Linked DNA regions of Gossypium hirsutum: regions 1, 3 and 4 are each linked to region 2. The links are chromatin contacts, called in public Hi-C maps. All regions are on one chromosome and are shown on one strand. The core of a region is the stretch at or near the end of the contact, and the rest is flanking DNA. Distances in the headings are between cores, read along the strand shown. Region 1 holds the start of LOC107898482 (KS1 protein). Region 2 holds the start of LOC107899743 (UBP1-associated protein 2C). Region 3 holds the start of LOC121216156 (enoyl-[acyl-carrier-protein] reductase [NADH], chloroplastic). Region 4 holds the start of LOC107948388 (transcription termination factor MTEF18, mitochondrial).

Region 1 (2,975 bases), core at 297-2,796, 450 kb before region 2:
GTAGCAGCCTGACTTTTCATCTCTTTGATGGGAACAGAACCTTTCACATCTTCCCCGTCTTCTTCTTTCTTCTCTGCGTCATCTTCATCAACATCATCCTTCGATTGCTTTTGCGGCCTTCCTCTTCTCTTAGATTCTGGAATCTTTTCATCTTCACCACTTCCAGGATCTTCACGAGAAGAAACAATAGTCGGCTTCTTTGCTTTTCCTCTGCCTTTTCTCATTGTACAAGAACCAGTTACAAAACAATCTCAAACAACTGAAGTAGGTTCCTACAAACACAAAGAAATATATTCAGTCCAAAAGAATCCACTTCCAATAACAAATGATCAATGAACACAAGAAAAACAGAGATTATTAAGTGAGAGAGAAACAGGAAATAGCACACTCCATTTCAGAAAGTCACAATATGATTTTGTGTACCATCAGTTAATTTAATGTTCCCTTTTCTAAGAAACAAAGGTAAAACACACCTGAACCTCCACAGAAATTCCTATATGGTTCATCCAACTGCTTTTACCATTTTTTTAATGAATAAGAAATGGATTTTATTGTTATAATTCCACCTCTTTTCCTATATTTTCTGGGACTAAATTGAAAGGATAAAAAACTCAACCAAACTGCTCTCAAAAAGGATTAGTCATTGGATTGGAAAAGAAAAAAAAGATTCAACACAAATAAACCTAATTTCAAACCTAAAAACTGCACAAGAACAGCCCCCAAATCTAAACATCTATAAACTACAAATCCGAGCAATCTTCAAATAAGTGTAATCACGCTAACAATAGAGGAAACCCAAATCAATACAAAAGCCATGGATTCTAAATCTTTTGTTTTATTTACCTTCCTACATGAGAAGAACATCATCTCTCGTTTATTAACTTCAGGTAAAGTAGGTAGACTATAAGATATTAAATCTGTGTTTCAGTATAAATATATATTCTTCATCCCTAATAATTACGTCACCAAACACAGCATTAACTTCTTATAAACCAATACACCGTAAACAAACATTTTACATAATAGCTTTTTAACTACTTTTTCAAGAGAGAACTCCATTGTGTGTGTTTTTTTTAAATGAAACAAGAAAGATGAAACTAACCTTAAAACACACACCAATATTCTGCATCTTTGACACAAAATCCCATTTTTCAGAATCTCATAATGAAAGTCAAGGAAGTTGCTAAAACCCCAAGAAGAAAGAAGAAAATGGACCACGTGTTCCTCTCAATGGTTTTACGAGAATGAAGCCAACAAAGAACAAGATAAGCTTCCCCCCCCCCCCGGCCCCCGCCCCTCGAAAACAATGATCTAAATGAGAAATAAAAGAAAACGCAGATCAGAGAATATAGTTTAAGTTAAAAGGAAACATCATCAAAAAGCACAGTGAGTCTTTTAACAGAGCTAAGGCAAGGTTGAGAAAGAGAAGATTATTAGAAAAAAATTTGGTAGGAAGAAGAAATGGTCAGTGGTAAAAGAAGAGATAAGTGTTAAAAACAAGGGTTCAACTTCAACTTCAAGTTATAGCATTGATATTGAACATTTGATGTACAAACAAAAATTAAAATAGATAAAGGTATTTATTTTGTAGAGTAAAAACCAAAATAGAAAGAAGTAACACACACTTTGCTCACTGTCAAACAACAATGTGGGATGATCATCAATTCATCTAAAAATTTGACTGCTGGTTTTGGGTGGCTTTGACGGAAATGTGTACGGTGATTATTGCATGACAGACAAATATATCTATATAAGTGTTTGTACACAGGATTTTTCCATAGATGGTTACAGATTCTGTGAACTGAGACTTGGTTTAAATCATACGCGCCATAGGAGCGTGAGTGAATTTCAAAGGAAAACGCAAAGGCGCGTTATCTTAGTTTAGAGTAGAGGTGTTCATGGGCTGGGCGGTTCGGCCCGGCCCGACGGCCCACCCGAAATATGAAAGGGTTTGGATAAAAATATAGACCCGAAATATGAGTTTGGGCAAAAAAATGAAGCTCGTTTAGAAAACGGGCCGGGCCTCGAACACCACTTTTTTAGCTCGGGCCTGACCCGGCCCGGCCCGAATATAATAAATATATATATTTTATTTTTAAAAATATTTAAAAATATTTTTTTATTTTTAAAATATTTTTAAAATACTTTTTTTTTTAATTTTCTAAAAATTTTTTTGGTGTTTATTTAAAAAATGGGCAGGCTAGGCCTGGACAAAATTTCAGGCCCATATTTCGGGCCGAGCCTAGGCCTAGGACTCGGGCCAAAATTTTTTTATGGGCCCGACTCGAACCCGGCCCGGCCCGACCCATGAACACCTCTAGTTTAGAGGTAGTGTCACTGTTTTTAGATTAGAAATTTGATTAGCCTCACTCTCCCTTTTATTTATTTAGGATTTTGATAGTTAAAATATACAAACACTAATTACATTTCTTATAATTCCACAACTATATCATAATAAATTTCAAAATATATTAATTTCTAGAAAAAATTATATATATTAATTTCTAGAAAAATTAATATATAAATTTTTCTAAAATTTAATATATTAATTATTTGTCATTTGATTCGCTTCAATAGATCCTTTTAAAAACTAAAATAAAATCATCGTATGTAATATGTGAGTTTAAAAATATATCATAAAATATAATTATTAATAAATTAACAAGAAAAATAAACATACTATATAATTTATATAATTAATCTAGCATTTCATATTTATTGAGCTATTCTCTCTCTAGCAATAAGAATATACTTTTGTTGTGTTTAACGACACATCACTCAACGATTTAGGTTATGCATTAATGCAAGAGGGGAAAGTGATTGCTTATGCTTCTCGACAACTTAAGTCACATGAAAAGAATTATCCTACTCATGGTTTGGAACTTGCAACGGTAGTTTTCGCTCTGAATATTTGGAAACATGACTGCCTCCGGACGTTCTAACGTCCAGAGTGTGAATACTGTAATAGAATGAAA
Region 2 (2,951 bases), core at 22-2,521:
CATATAGAGTATGTTTCACTCATGTCTCTCCTATATAGAACTTCTGGAAGAATAAATGATAGTTGCACTAAAAATTTGGTCTAACATCTATTATGATTCCAGATGTAAAAAGAACATATCAAGACCCTTACAGCAGAAAAATGAGGTAATGTTCTTAAAAAAGCCATATCCTTAACTAAGTGCATCTAAAATAGGAACTAAACCTCAGGAAAAAGTATAACAATAAGAAGGCTTTTAATTCCAAAGGCCAATACAGAAACATCCTAGAATTAAGTGTCAAACTGAAGCATGCAAAAATGGCCCATTATGGGAAGGAAAATGCATAAAGCAGATGTAAAAATACTCAAAAAAATATTCTTTATAAATATACCTAAAAGATCCTATGCTTCGGCGAATCTAGCATAAACAAACAAGTATTTTAGCTATCCATAAATTGATCAAAACCAAAATTGGACGTTTTAAAATTTTACAAGGTCAAGCTCATTAGAGCAGTAATTATAATAACTACAATGCTAACAAGGTCAAGAAGTTCAAGTTTAACAACTAATCTTAAACTTAAGCTAAAAACTTCCAGAAACATTAAGAAAAATATAAAAGAAATTCCCCTAGAATTAACCACAGCCCCCCGCGCCCCGACCTTAGCCCCCCAAAATTCAGAACTGGCCAAGCAGCTATGAAGTATTGCTGTTCACATTTTCGAAGTATAAAATAAATAAATTTACTTCAACAGCTGGTATAGCTTTACTTGATGGACTTTTATAACTTGAAAACAAACTTGAAAAACCATTAAAATGCAACTAATTCACCAAAACCTTAAATTTGACCAAACCAACTCTCAAAAAACCCAAAACAGACAAGGAAAGAAAACCCAGAAATCCTCATTCACTATCATTGAAATTTTACATCGGTTTTTTATAAGAAAATAAAAGAAATTGAGAAAATAAGGGAAAGGCATAAACATACAGTCTAGAAAGAAGATCGACGAGCTGGGATTTAGCAAGAGGGTCAAGCAAAGAACGTAGCTCTTCTTGAGTTGATAACTGGTCGTTGTTTCCCATCTCTTCCATCTTTCTCTTCTTCAAATCCTCCATTTATTTTGCTTTCCTTTCTCGGCTTTGTTTCTGTCTGCAAAAATGGGCTGTTTTGTTCACGAGTTTACGAGGGTTTTTAGGTTAAGGATGGAATTGTCTTGTTTTGGGTAATATTAAGATATGAAATGAAACCTTGTTGTTTGTAAACACTGTTACAATATCCGCCTTACAGTTTCTGGTTCTTACAATTAAAGCCCAAAGTATTTGAGATGGACTTATTGTATGAGGGTGGGCGTGGAACAATCAATTTGTCCAATCTGGGGCGGGAGTTCTAGCCTAGGGTCACCAGGTGAAGTCATTCTTGTTTACCTATTAACAGCTTACATTCTTATAATTTTTACATGATTATTTTATGTTTCAAATAAAAGTAACATTTTACCAATTACTTAATTTATTATATATATTAAGTATAATATAATTTATAATCTAGCACGGTTTGAAAAAAACTTTTAACTAATGAAAATGCCATTTATTATCTATTTATTACTAAATTGGCAATTTATTAATTATTTCTAATTATGATGTGATAATAACAAAAGTACTATTAATTTATTAATTATAATTAGATAAATTAAAATAATATCAAATGTAATTTAATTAATTATTATATAATAATATCAAAAGTGATTTAGCTGTAGATAAAATTTTATTTTCACATTTCTTGTAAATAAATATTATAAAATATTATTCTATAAATAATAATTATAGTTATTTATTAATAGTGTTTTTATATAAAATATTATTGATATAAATTATTGATAATCAAGTATTTTTAGAGTAATTAATTAGATAAATAAATAATTTTTAAAATTTTGAATTTTATCCAATGAGATTTTGAGATGAAAGACAAATGATAATTTTATATTTTAGATATTTTACCCATGAATATATTAAAATATGAGAGCATATTAATATGTGTGGTGATGGAATATATTTTGAAAAAATTTGAGACCAAAAACAATCCTAACCACAAAAAAAAAATTAAGAGGTTTGATTTTTACCCTCTCAGTGTCTTTTAAATTAAACTAAATTAGTTTAATAGGCTAAACTTTTTAATTAAGTCTTTAGGCTGATTTAAAATCTAATTAGGGAAATAGGTCGTTTTTAGGATAGAGAAAGTGAAAGCGTGTCCAACTGAACACGCTTTCTGCACATATAGCAGGAAAGTACGCCCAGTTGGACGCGCATTTCCTTTTTCTCTCCAGTGTTAGGGCTTTTATTTTTTTAGGATTGGGATTTTGTGTTTTTTTAGGGTTTAAGGTTTTTGACTGAAACAGAAAGAGTTCTTAGGTAGTTTTGAGGGGTCGGGGATATGATAACGCGTATCAGCACACATACATTTTATATGTCATGGCAGGATAGGACCATCCTTAGAAACCCATCGTGGGGAAATTAGGTTTTAGGGTAATAATACTTAATACAATCAAGGGTCGAAGTCTAGGTGGAGACCTAATCACCGGTCGTGATGTGGTCACAGGTTCGAGTATAACCAGGGGGCTAGGTGACATTCGTTACGCAGCAAGAGTTCAAGCTTTTTGGATACCCATAAAAATGCCCTATATATACCATACATAAGATTTATGTAATAATCATACGGAAAAACTCTGGGAATTTCTGGTGTAATCAACGTAATTTTTTTCTCTATTTCCAAGCAGCCGATCTCTTTATCCTTTCATTCTTGTTTGAAGGCTAACACCAAGGTGGACATAAGAGGGCTCTCAGGTGGAGAGCGGATGTTTCGGCATAATAGAAGTCAAACTCGGGTTGATGCGATTGTAACACCCCTAACCTCTCTTTGTTGCCGGATTAAATTTACGGGATATTACTACAGTTTATGAATCCAATGACAACATAAAACCA
Region 3 (2,733 bases), core at 165-2,664, 510 kb before region 2:
AATTTTACAAGAAATTGTGGAATTTAGATCTACCCCCAAAAATTAAAATTACAAACTAGATGTTTTCCAGTAACTATTTGCTTACTTTTAGTAATCTACCCTTTAGAAGAATGATGGGTTCCACCACTTGTTGAAGATGTCAGACTGGAGCAGAAACGAGGGAACACTTGTTTAGGGAGTGTTCTACAATAAAGGAGACATGGGAGAAGTTAAATGTTACCTGGCCTATAGCAGATGCAAACACTGAATTCAAAGAATGGATTAAAAACATTTTTGATTCAAATTCTGTAGCTAAATGCAAGTTGATAGCATGTGCAATGTGAGCGATATGGACATGAAGAAACAGATTCATTCATGAAGGAGAGCTGAAATCGGGTTCTCAAATAGCAGATTTCGTGATCAACTACCTTAAGGAACTTGATGGGTTGAACACACACCTACCAGTGAGAAGGATACATACGGAGAGATGGGTAGCTCCGAATGGGTTGATGGTAAAAATCAACTTCGATGCTGCATTTAACAGGCAAAAGAATGAGTCTTGCTCTGGGTTAGTGGTTCAAAACGAAAGAGTAGAAGTTATTTGTTCAAGAACAGTCATGCACGAGAACATAACGTCTGTTTTTGCAGCAGAAGCGATGGCGTGTCTTCAGGCACTCAATCTAGGGTTAAATCTCGGGCTGAGGGAGGCTGAGATGGAAGGAGATTCTCGTTCGGTGATCCGTAAACTGCAAGCTGAGGAAGAAGAAAGATCTGATATTGAAGCTTATATTAAAGATTCTAAGCAACTAAGTTTAGGTTTTGGGTCTTGTGTCTTTCGATTTACCCATAGAGAATCTAACATGGTTGCCCATATCATAGCTACAGAATGAATCAAAAAGAGGGAGACAACTTATCTGATGCATACGGAGCGGTGGATGCTGATCGAAGATGGACGGAAGCCATGAAGGAGTGAAGAGACAGGAGTGTTGCAGGAGAGAATAAAGATGGACTTGACTGGACAGACAGATACAAGTATTGAGAGATGCATTGAAGAGGGTTATTGTTTCTGATTAAAGTTAATGGAGCACAATGATGAGATTTTTTTTTGGTTTCCCATGCCTTTTTTGTTGCTTTTCAGGAGAGGGGTTGATTAATGGATAACAACTGGGATAGAAGATGTCTCTAAAGTTTCCCCGTTTTGCAATCTGGATCCTAATTCTATTTTTTGGGCTGTTTTGATATTTGACTTTTTGTAAACAACCCAGTTTATTATTTTGGGCTTGTTTTTATGAATAAAGATCCAAATATTATATTAAAAAAAGTAAAATTCGGGCCATAAGGCTATTTTTGACAGCAAGTCAAATCAATGAGTCAAGAGTCCAATCTATTCACAGCCAACAAAAAGAGAAAGAAGGGCATAATAGTAATTTGAGTAGGAGCCAAAACCAAACTGAGGTCGACATTTCCAAAGATCCCGTCGTTGCTTCCCAACTGTTGGAAACCAAAACTCCATCAACCACTTCGGTTTCATCGAAACCCCCAAAACATAACCCCACTCCCCTCCTCTTTTCTTTATATTCTCATCACCTCACTGCTCTTTCTGTACAATCCCCACGTTCATAACCCAATCTTCCTCCTCCTTTGCTTCGGTGAGTTTTCAGATCTTTCCATGTTAGTTCTTGCTCAGTGTTATTCAAACTTTACTAATGCCTTCATTCCATTTACATGTTTATTTGAGCATTAATGGAAATCTTCTGCTTCTAATTTGGTCCCTTAGAAATCTGATGAAAATAACCAACCATTTATTACATGTCAGAGCATTACACCACACAATGGCCAAGCCATTATATGAGAATCCAAACCAGAGATTTGGGTGTTGGAGACAATTTATTTACTAAGAAAAAGTTTTTAACTTGTCATCTTATTACATTCCCACAGAGGGGATGTTGGTGTCTCTTATGTTATAAAGTTAACACTCTTGCTAATGATATTGCTTAAAAATGTTGCCTTTCTGTTAACCATAATGCCTTGTGTTTCACTTGATTATTTAACTGTTCCACTTGATCTTGTAGAACTGTATTGACTTTGGGTGATTCAAATAAGATAAAAGAAGAAAATATGGGAACGGCAGCAGCTCCTGACCCTTACATGACCAACATTAAACCTTGTATTTCTTCTTCTCGTAAAATTGTTGTCTCGACCATGGTGAACATCATCGCTCAGCATAAAGAGGCATCATGGTCAGGGCTTGCAAGTGCCTCTCACATCTCGTCAAGGCAGCCGTTCCTCCATAGGATCACTTCAAAGCCTGTCAAGTTTGAAAAGTTTGTTACAAGAGCCATGTCTGAACCAAGTGACAACAAGCCTTTGTCTGGACTTCCTATTGATTTGAGAGGTAACCTATCCTTATTTCCCCCTCTCTTATAACTTCTATGCGTTAATTCAAATAATGTTGAATACAAATTAGAATACATGATGATGTTGTACCAGCTAACCATGTTTATTGAATCTTGACATGACTGAAAAGCTCTTAAGACATGAAATTTGTCTGTGCAGTATGGACGTAAACCAGTTGAACATCTAATATGATGTGTTGGTTTGCAGGTAAAAGAGCATTTATAGCTGGTGTTGCTGATGACAATGGATATGGTTGGGCAATAGCAAAATCTCTTGCTGCTGCTGGAGCTGAAATTCTTGTTGGAACATGGGTGCCTGTATGTATCTTTATTTAACATATGTGTCATTTAGAAGCAA
Region 4 (2,700 bases), core at 103-2,602, 270 kb before region 2:
TGGGGTAAGAACACACAATTTTCCCAATCTCATCCACTTCCATCTCAATCTCCTGAAAAAGCAGAAAAAATCTGATAATATTTGAAACAAAATGTGAAACTTGGATTTCCGGAAACTGTAGAAACATAGAGGATATCCTGTCCATTCGGAGTCCAAATTTCAACAGGAATGCAATTAGCGAAAGCACTCTGCCACTGGAGCCCTCAAACAAAAGCCGTGGATGCTGGCTGATTAACCCACCTAACTCACCGCTACAACCCATCTCCCTAAAGAATTTCAAAACTCGAAATATCATACTCCAATTGTAGAACTCCTTCTCCGACAAATGCTCCTTAATCCACGCATAATCAAATCCCAAACCGTTCAAAATCTCTAATACCTTAATAAATTTAATATCTATATCCCCAGTCAAAACATGAGGACTATAAACAATAATCTTCGCAATAAAAGACTGACTAAGCCCTAGTTTTTGATAAGCTTGAAGCTTCAATAGCAAAACTCCAAAATCATGCTGAAACACTTGAACTGCTTTCTTATATATCTGACCAATCTTATTTCGTTCAACCCCGAACTCGCACAAGACCCTATAATTCTCTAGCAACAAACAATCATCACTGAGAAACATCAAATCCCTAGGAAGTAAAGGGGTATACTCACAAGGTTTCAGTCCCAAACTCTCAAAGAAAGGTTCAAATTCATTAATGGGATGGTAACGCAAAAACCGCGACATAGACCTTCTAACATCTTTCACAATTTCAACCTTCTTCAAAAGCTTTCTTAAGAAATGGGGTGAGTTTTTGCTCATATTCTCTGCATCTACAAACTGAATACTCCTAGTAGAATGCAAATACTCCAACAACGCGGTTTGAGCCTCTTTCAATGTGGCACGGGGGATTCGCACGCCGTCTTCCCCATAACACTGTTGACTCAAAACTGATCTTTTTGTGGTATAAAGTCTAGGGTTTTGGCTTTGTGGGACGTGAAATGAACCCATTTTTTGCTGGTTTTCAACAAAATAAGACGATACCCATTTGAGAATAGATGGATTCCCAAGTTTTTGAAAATGGGTCATCATTAGTTTGATCAAATATGAAGCCAACTTATCAATAGGCAAAGAGAGCAGACAAAGGATAGGTTTTAAAGCAGATATGGTTCAGTTATGGCGTATTACCTGGGATTTGGCAAGTGTGGGTGCATTGTCAGCTATTTTGTTTGTTCATTTCCTCTTCAACTGATGTAGAGGTAGGCAGGCAGCCCAGAAGGCAGTTGCAATAAGGTTTACGGTCTTAATTTCAGACTCGCCAGAGGGTTTTTGGTTGAACTGACGCGGGTTTACGCTAAACAACGGAAATACATTAGATTTGATTATTTTATATATACCCTTTTGAACTTTAGAAATACTTTACCTTTTTGCTATTTAAAAATTTTGGTTTCGTATAATTTTACTGGTTGTTATAAACAAAGTAAAATAATATTTTTAATATCAATAATTATTTTTATTTTTTTTTCAATCTAGCCTTTACCTTTAAAAGTAAATAAAAAAATTAAAAATTAATCTTTTTCATATTTTAAATAAAAATAAAAAAATTAAAATAGAAATATTTTTAAAAAAATCTAAAATTATGAAAAAATTATTTAAAATTCAAAAATAAAAAAATCATTTTAAATATATAAAAATTCTAAAATTTAATGTTGTCTAAATTGGATTGGACTAACATGTCGAATTAGTTGGAATAGGAATCGGCTAGGTATCGATCCGTGATAGGTAAAAAAATTGATTGATTTGTGAACTGTACAAACTATTTGAATTGGGCTAAAAACTTGTTAACCTGACTTTTATAATTATTTAATATTTTTTATTTTTTATTTTTAATAATTTATTTGTTTTGAACTGATAGGACTGTTCAAGTTTAGAATCCATTCGTCTAACTAGTTTGATCACCACTTTGGTTCCAAAAACATTGCCAAAATTCAAATATATATGTGTGTTATTTGCTCTTTGAGTGGTAATAAGAGGTGTTCATGGGTCATGTAACCCCATCAACCCGATCAGCTCAACTCGTTATGAGATGTCTTAGGCTTATATTTTTTAACCTTGGGATGACCGACCTAGGCTCGTTTTAATGTTTAAATAATGTAATATTTATACCAATATTTAATTATAAAAAATAATGCATGGGTTATGTAACTCAGTTAGCCCAACCGACCTAACTCGTTTTGGGATGGACTTAGGCTTATATTTTTTTAACCTTAGGTTGGTCGGACTTAGCTTGTTTTTTAACAATCACTAAATGTAAAATTAAACAAAAGGACCAAGATTTTTAAATAAAAAAAGTGCAGGGACCCAATGTCTTAAAATTAAAGTACAGGATTAAATTTTAAACTTAAAAAAGAATTTGACTTATTTAAACCAAATTAATCCTTCTATAAAAATTTAGGGATAATGTTAATATAACACCCCAAAATTCTTAGTACAAAAAATGGTACTGGTCTAAGAATGAATACAATGAATTATTAAAAAATTTGGAAATGAGTTAGTTATTGAGTACTGGTATGGAATTAATTTGATATTTGAGAAGGAAATCAACATAGAGGATTGTGAAAGTGAGAATTCAGTGAAAATGAACATTTTTTTTTAAATGAGGACAAAAGCATAAATTTGACCAAAAAAGAAAAAGGAACTAAGAATGATTATTTGGT

The links. A called contact is a pair of places that touch in the nucleus more often than the background predicts.
Region 1: a contact with region 2 is called in a Hi-C map of leaf, with 2.5 times the contacts expected there. The contact joins the promoter of LOC107898482 here to the promoter of LOC107899743 in region 2. A contact is called at or near these places in 7 of 34 Hi-C or Micro-C datasets (callus, hypocotyl, leaf and 1 more).
Region 3: a contact with region 2 is called in a Hi-C map of leaf, with 3 times the contacts expected there. The contact joins the promoter of LOC121216156 here to the promoter of LOC107899743 in region 2. A contact is called at or near these places in 7 of 34 Hi-C or Micro-C datasets (hypocotyl, leaf and petal).
Region 4: a Hi-C map of leaf shows a contact between it and region 2, with 2.1 times the contacts expected there. The contact joins the promoter of LOC107948388 here to the promoter of LOC107899743 in region 2. A contact is called at or near these places in 4 of 34 Hi-C or Micro-C datasets (hypocotyl, leaf and petal).

Annotation. Positions count from the first base shown.
Region 1 is chrD04:25,233,014-25,235,988 of Gossypium_hirsutum_v2.1, forward strand. LOC107898482 (KS1 protein) reads right to left here and starts at 1,547. Exons shown (of 2, transcript XM_016823939.2): 1 at 1,103-1,547; 2 at 1-272. The coding sequence starts at 224.
Region 2 is chrD04:25,688,153-25,691,103 of Gossypium_hirsutum_v2.1, forward strand. LOC107899743 (UBP1-associated protein 2C) reads right to left here and starts at 1,272. Exons shown (of 6, transcript XM_016825527.2): 1 at 964-1,272. The coding sequence starts at 1,091.
Region 3 is chrD04:25,179,957-25,182,689 of Gossypium_hirsutum_v2.1, forward strand. LOC121216156 (enoyl-[acyl-carrier-protein] reductase [NADH], chloroplastic) reads left to right here and starts at 1,415. Exons shown (of 13, transcript XM_041091485.1): 1 at 1,415-1,628; 2 at 2,052-2,374; 3 at 2,584-2,693. The coding sequence starts at 2,098.
Region 4 is chrD04:25,417,911-25,420,610 of Gossypium_hirsutum_v2.1, forward strand. It overlaps LOC107948388 (transcription termination factor MTEF18, mitochondrial), which reads right to left and starts at 1,353. Exons shown (of 1, transcript XM_016882921.2): 1 at 1-1,353. The coding sequence starts at 1,075.